Regions from separate parts of the Mus musculus genome. Here region 2 is linked to region 1. The links are chromatin contacts, called in public Hi-C maps. All regions are on one chromosome and are shown on one strand. Each heading gives the region's core, a stretch centred on a gene start, on an enhancer-like site or on the middle of the called end of the contact. The rest is flanking DNA. Distances are from core to core; before and after follow the strand shown.

Region 1 (3,334 bases), core at 626-3,125:
CCTCTCAAGCTCTTTTCTGGATAATTAGTTCCTCTGATTCTGCTAGAATTCCCAACACGTTACCAACCTTAGATACAAGGCTGCAAACAGTGACATCACTGTAAAAACAATGCTGCCATCAAAGGACACTTGAACAAGAGTCTCAAGTGTTCCCACTCTTCACACGCCATGAGCTTCTTCAACTACAAGGCTCAGAATTTCCTGAATCCCTCTATACGAAGAGAAAGCGTTAACAACGGTGTCAAGTAAGGCCTTCGGGATTCACAGCTCCACTCTAAACCAATGACTGGTTAATGAAATGTTGGCAATGAATCTTAAGACGCTGCTCAATGAGACTAAAACAGTTCCGTGGTTATGTAGATTAAGCCAGATAAAGCACATCAGACTCCACCCACCATGAGACACAGAGTAGGTTCATGTTCTAATAGTATGATCGATTTTCTTTTAAAGAATGGAGGTGCTTGGGCTGGCTCAAAGAGTAAATACACTTGCTGTAGATCCCCACAACCCACACGATAGGAGAGAGCCTACTACTGCAATCTGGGTGTCAGTGCCTCCTGTGAATACAATCAATCAATCAATCAATGTAATAAAATACATTTTAAAGGAGTGGAGTTGTTTATAATAAAATTCTTAGTGACGATGCATAAGGAAGCAAAAGCTTCTAAAAATTTTAAAGCTTTGATAGTTTTAAATAAAGCAACCACACACACACACAGTGCACAGTCTTCGGGAGAAAACGGTATTAACCAAGTTTCAACTTTAATGGCCAAGATGGTTGACTTGGGTCCTTTGGGCAGGTGGCAGGAAGGTTTTTTTCTTAGGACGCAATCCTCACACATCGCTTTTCTCTGGGAGGGGTAGAAAAATATCTGCCCTTCCTTCACCAGTCCAATGACAAGTCGAAGCCCCACCCTGAGGGAGCTGTGTGGCCCCACGTGTGGCTCATGACGTCCCTGCGCGGAGGGGACACAACCCACCAGGGGCAAAGGAGAGACTAAAAAGACCTCGGTTCCCTGCCTGGCCAAGCGTGGGGTCGTGGGTGGGACAGTGGCAGGGGCTTGGTGGCCCCTGACCTTGGCAGGGTCAGTGAGCTTGGCACCAGTCCCCTTCTTTGCAGCCTACCCGGCGCTGCGCACTGCCCCGCCCGCCCTCGCGGCTGGTGATTGACACCGGAGTGGGTACATACGGGTCCGCGGCGCAGCAGGGCTGGCGTAGGGAAACATGGCTTTCCCTCTCCCGGCCTTCCGCCCGCATCGCGCTCGCCCAGGGCACGGCCCAGGGGACACTCCGGACCCCGCCTAGCTCCTCTGAGTGCTTCCACGTTTTTCGATTTCCCTGGCCCGGGAGACTCCTCTCATTGCTTTCCCTCCACCCTGAGAACAACCTGAGTTTGCCAAGAGGAAACTCCTGCGAGGGGGATGGATACCCGCCCTGGCTGCTGGCAAGAGATGGAAACCATTCCAAGCAGGAGTTGATGGAGAGGGGAGGACGTCCCTGGAGGGAAAGTAACACTCAGAGCTCCGTGCGGGGCGAGCGAGGTCAGCAACAGGCATTTGCAGAAGGAGCGGGCAGCGGCCGTGCCCAGCGCCTGAGTTATTAGGCGCATCGCCGCGTTCATCGCAGCGCAGGGGGCTTACTCCAAACACACTCGAGGGCCTGCGAGCAGGGTTTTTTTTTCCCCCTTTACAGGACTTACCTTTCTCTTCGGCATAATGACTACGTTGGTGCAGCAAAAAAAGTAAAGCAATGTTCTGGGCCGCCTGGCACACTGCTGGATGCTGCCTGGCCGCTGCTGCTACTCCCGCAATGGGCTCGGCTAGCCCGGCCTCTCCGACCTGCACCTCCGCTTCCTCCCCCGGCGCTCCACTCGCTCGCATCCCGGTCCCCCAATGGCGAGCCCTGCCAGCCAGCCGCGAGGCCCCATTGGCTAAGAGAACGTTCTAAATTCCACGAGGGCACGCCCACCCCCGTTCACCCGGTACGCGCAGTTGTAGTTTCCACTTCACTGGGAAAAAAAAAAAAAATCTGCCTGGCGACTGAGCATGCCCAGTTCAACTAGTATCCTTCAGGCTGCACTAACTTGGAGTTTCATTGTTTGACGTGCCTTCTTTGGATTAAACCATTGTGCATCTTCATAGGAAAAAAAAGTTTAGTATTAAGTAATGCTGGGTTAACTTTATAAAGTAAATAGGGCCACGGGGTGCCTTGTACAATTGTTACTTATAAAAGCTTGTAACGGGTGTTCATGGTGCGGGTCTATACAGGGTAGGAAGGTCTGTTCTGGAAGAGTTTCCACAGTTTCTAAGGTTCTCAGTTCCATCTCTAGCAAATACCATCCCCCATCCCCATAGTTCCTTGGTCTAATTGTTTTGTTTTTTGTTTTTCTTTAAGTCTGTGTTACAAGTCATATATGAATTCAGCCAATTATTCAGCTATGTGTGAATAATTGTTATAATTGATATAAATGTTTGTTGTGGAAACTAAGGGGAAATCGAGAAATGTAGGAACAAATAAATCACTTATATATTAAATATGTACATTTAAACGACACCTGCCAGGTTACCATTTTGTGTATAGTGTAATGTTTCTCGACATTCCGCAAAGAATTGCAAAATACATTATCTGAATTTATTTAAGACCGGTTTTATCCTGACTAAAGACCTCAGACCCGGGAGGCTGGGGGGGGGGGGATTTTTTGGTCAACATCCTTCATAAACATAGGCACAAAGACACAGACAAAATTTTATCAAATCAAATTCAACAACATTTTTAAAAAGCTAATACATAACCAGGGGAGTTGAACCTGGGAACACAGGATTCGTTCTGTGAATCAAATCATCCTGAAAATCAATCAGTGTGATCATAGCACTGATTCTATTATAATTATATAATATGATATATAATTATATTATGTTTATTATAGCACAAAGCTATAATCGGGACTGTGACCATCTCAAGGGCTGCAGGGGGAATGCTAGGGAATGGGTGAGCAAGTCATGATAAGTCTACAGTAGAATATTACTCTGTGATCAAAGAAATAAGTTTTCCCTGATGAGATAAATAACAAAAGAAAAATGCTAAATGGAAGTCAATACAAGACACTATACTGGGTGGTTTTGTTTATATGAAATTCCAGGAAAAACAAAGCAAACTAAGCAAGATTAGCCCGAGAATCATTTACAAGCCAAAAGACATCTTAGGAAACTGCTCTAAAGCCTTACACTGTGTAGTGGCTATTCCTGGTTGTCAACTTGACAATATTTGGAATGAACTACAATCCGGAATTGGAAGGCTCACCAGTGACCCTTATCTGGAGGCTTGGAGATCCTTA
Region 2 (3,334 bases), core at 473-2,972, 49 kb after region 1:
GGGTGGGGGTAGGGACCCCAAACACTTATAGAGGCATTGGTTTTATAAAGCAGGGGTTGGTCTTTCATTTTTGTCAGAGTGGAGTTCAAGGTTGGGTGTGGGTTGATATAGTTGGCCCCTGGGAAGTAACAACATTTCTGAGGGTTTACAGTGGTCTTTTCTCTCCCTATCTCATAGAAAATAGAGGCCAGGCTCACCCTCTGAGTATGGTGGTGGGGGAGGGGTGATAGGCACATAGGCGACATTAGTGATTGTAGCAGCCACCCCAGAGTGTGAGAAGTCTTAAGGGAGTGGAGTAAGATTAAAGTATCATTTTGGAGAATCAGAGAATAAAGTGACCCGACTAGAAACATAGTGGTAATTTTATTGTTTTCAGGGTCCATTTTAAGATGTATCAGGTCTACAACTACTATCATTCTGTTATTTACAGGTTTCCACATGTGCCTAAGATTTTTCCTCGCTCTCTGTCTCATTGATCCAAGGACTTGGGCCTGATTGGGACTGAAAGGGAATGAAGAAAAGACATGCCCGCACGCACGCACGCACGCACGCACGCACGCACGCACGCACGCACGCATGCACATGGGGAGGGGTGGAGACTGGGGTCCAGTAGAATACACTTTTTGATGGAGAAAGTAGAGGATTCTGGAAGCTCAGTTGAATGATGGGTTCATTGCCTACAGGTAAACAAGGAGTCAGAGTTATTATATACAGTGAACAAAGAGGCTGGTTTAGCTACTCTTGGTAGGAGCAGGCTCTGTATGGGAGCAGTCTTCAGATTGTAAATATTCAGAAGAAGAAAGCTGTGGCAGACATTACACTTCTTCAACATTTGAATCCAAGGAATCATTGCCATACTCCTGAGCCTTTCCTGTCGAAAACCTCGGCACTCCCATGGCAGTGCCCACATCAATAGCACACTGCTCACCAGGGACCTCACCCATTCAGGGTTTCCTCCGCTCCCAGTAATACCCTCCCCCGTGTTATAAAGATTCTTTTTCCTATTTCCTTCTAGTATTGAGGATAGTGTTGAGAAACTTTTAAGCAATACATTTCGATTGCTTAACTAGGGCGTTTGGTTAATCAGAATATCATCAGAATTCAATTATCAGAATGCTTTTTTAGACAATGGACATACACTAAAACATGTTTGTACAGGCAGATAGCCTTGACATCCAACCAAACCTAACTTTACAAGACAGGCACGTTAGCCAACTAAGTGACGGAGCCACTTCAAAACTTGATTTTAATAAAAGTCTCATATAAAAAAAAGTCAGCTATAACATATCTGTTTCAATTTCAAAACAAAACAACAACAACAGCAAACAACCCACAACAACAAAAGGTTCTGTCCTACCGCTGCTAGGAAAAGCTTCAACCTTCTTGTTTTCATTTTGAGATTCATAAACTTCTTCTTAAGCTTACAGGCCCATCATCAATGCAATAAACCTTTACTTTACCCAAGAGGGCTGAGTCGTGAGAAAGAGAGAACTGCTGGAAAACAAGACTTGGAACAGAAAGCGTTAAAGAACTCGTGGCTCCCACCAAACTCATGCTCTGCCAGCTATGGGTCACAGATGTGTGTGGTGGTGCCTGGCATCTGTTCTGCTACAGAGGCTAATTAAAGAAACAAAAAAGTGCTGGCCTGGCTACCAATAGAAATCACAGCGTCTAAGAAACTCAGCAACCAGGACCAGCGAGTCCCTAGGAAATTACCCAGCAACAAATAGGAGCTCAAACGGTGCATCATAGCAACCACAGCATAACAGACAAAGTGAGTCCAATCCAGCAGGGTCAGGGGCCAGAAGACTTAACAGCTGTCCAAGCATATCCAGAAGATGCTATATGTCATTGTTTTGGTGTGAGCTATGAACTCACGAGTTAAATAGAAGAGAGTCATTTTCTTCAGTGACAAGTATTTGAAAACCCCCAGCAATTCAGTTCAATGGCACAAAGGTGTGTGTGTGGGGGGGGGGGGGGCACAGAAGAGCTGAGCTGCTTGGGGATTTAACCTGAGATGTCTTTGGGACATTCAAGAAAAGCTGATGAATTTATAGGCTAGATGATGGAGGGCACAATCCAGCTGGTGACCTAGGTACAGAAACGGATATACTCAGTAGTTAACATTGTGGCTTTGGAGAAAATTATGAGGCTACAATGAAAATAAGTCATCACTCTGGGGATCAATAATATTTACATGAAGCCAGAGAAGGGAACGAAGGTTGGAGGAGAGCCAGGGAAGAGAAGCAAGGGAAGCAGGGATTGGGGGGTGGGTGGGGTGGGAGGGGTGGGAGGGGGAAGGAGAGCGCCACACAGAGCCCAGTGCTGCTCCTGCTCTTCCAGGTGCCAACTGGTTTTGGCGAGGAGGAAGTTGTCACTGATATTCATGAGATTATCTCAGGAGAAGTACTGGGAGGAAGTCGTGCAACGTGAGTGAGAAGGAAGAGAAAACAGAAACAGGTTCTGGGATTAAAAGGGAAATAGAAGCCGGGCATAGAAGAAGTTCACACTTGTTAGCCTTGCACGCGGGCTGAGGTGGCCAGAGAATGCAGGTTCCAGCGTGGTCTTAGCGACTAGTGATTTCACCAGGGATAGATTGGGTTGCATTAGGGGAACCTTGCCTCAACCAAAGCAAGTCAAAAAGGTGCGATGGTGTGTGCCTATAACCCTCTTGGGCGGCAGAAGCAGAGGGTCAGGAGTTCAAGGTCATCTTCAGCTACACGGGAAGTAAAGGTCTGACCTGAGCTAAATGAGATCTGAGCTAAATGACAGCCTGCTTCAGAAAACAAAGAAATAAACAATAAAACAAACAATAGCAAGCAAGCAACCGGACGGAAAATCCAGTGATCCACGCAGCTGCCTTGAATAGTGCTTTAACCAAGGCCTGCAAGCATCTGTGTTAGTTGTGGTTCTTGGCTCTGCACACACTTTCTCCCTTTGAATGAGGGTTCAATGGTCAAACCCTGGGAATCCAGCAGAGTGTGAAGTGAACTGACACTAAGTTGTTATTAGGCATAGGGTTCATTATTGCTGATTTATTTAATTTCCACAAAGCCTGTTATGGATGTTTCTTTCAGATGGAGATTTAAAGGGATAACAGCAGTGAGAGGTAACTTTAGTCTGCCTCGGACCCACTACCACCGGTCCACTTTGATTTAGTAGTCCTGGAAAGAATTCTCATTTTTCTCTTGCTTATAGATTTTCTAGGTTTTGAATACGTTTTAAGGTCTATTCCACTGTCTTAGTCTGTCACCATGATGAAGAAGCAATGGTAGCCTCACTTTATCAAGAATGGATTACTTAGCCCTCAGTTCCATAGTTCTGGATTATGGCA

What was found. Hi-C and Micro-C count contacts between places; a contact is called where the count stands out from the background.
Region 2: a Hi-C map of olfactory sensory neurons shows a contact between it and region 1, with 2.0 times the contacts expected there. The contact joins the enhancer-like site here to the promoter of Hmgn3 in region 1. A contact is called at or near these places in 1 of 39 promoter capture datasets (macrophages), 1 of 15 datasets of contacts at CTCF or cohesin (the NIH/3T3 cell line), 4 of 484 Hi-C or Micro-C datasets (cortical neurons, granulosa cells, nephron progenitors and 1 more) and 2 of 9 other capture datasets (adipose tissue and pancreatic islet).

The regions. Positions count from the first base shown.
Region 1 is chr9:83,144,732-83,148,065 of GRCm38.p6, forward strand. Hmgn3 (high mobility group nucleosomal binding domain 3) reads right to left here and starts at 1,876. Exons shown (of 6, transcript NM_026122.4): 1 at 1,700-1,876. The coding sequence starts at 1,714.
Region 2 is chr9:83,193,514-83,196,847 of GRCm38.p6, forward strand. No RefSeq gene overlaps it. Among named protein-coding and RNA genes, the nearest start is that of Hmgn3, 49 kb to the left of the region's middle. Within about 2 kb of position 1,723, at least 15 of the 459 cell types and tissues checked have an H3K27ac peak or open chromatin away from gene starts, as enhancers often do. A contact at or near this core is called in olfactory sensory neurons and pancreatic islet, where this site is marked.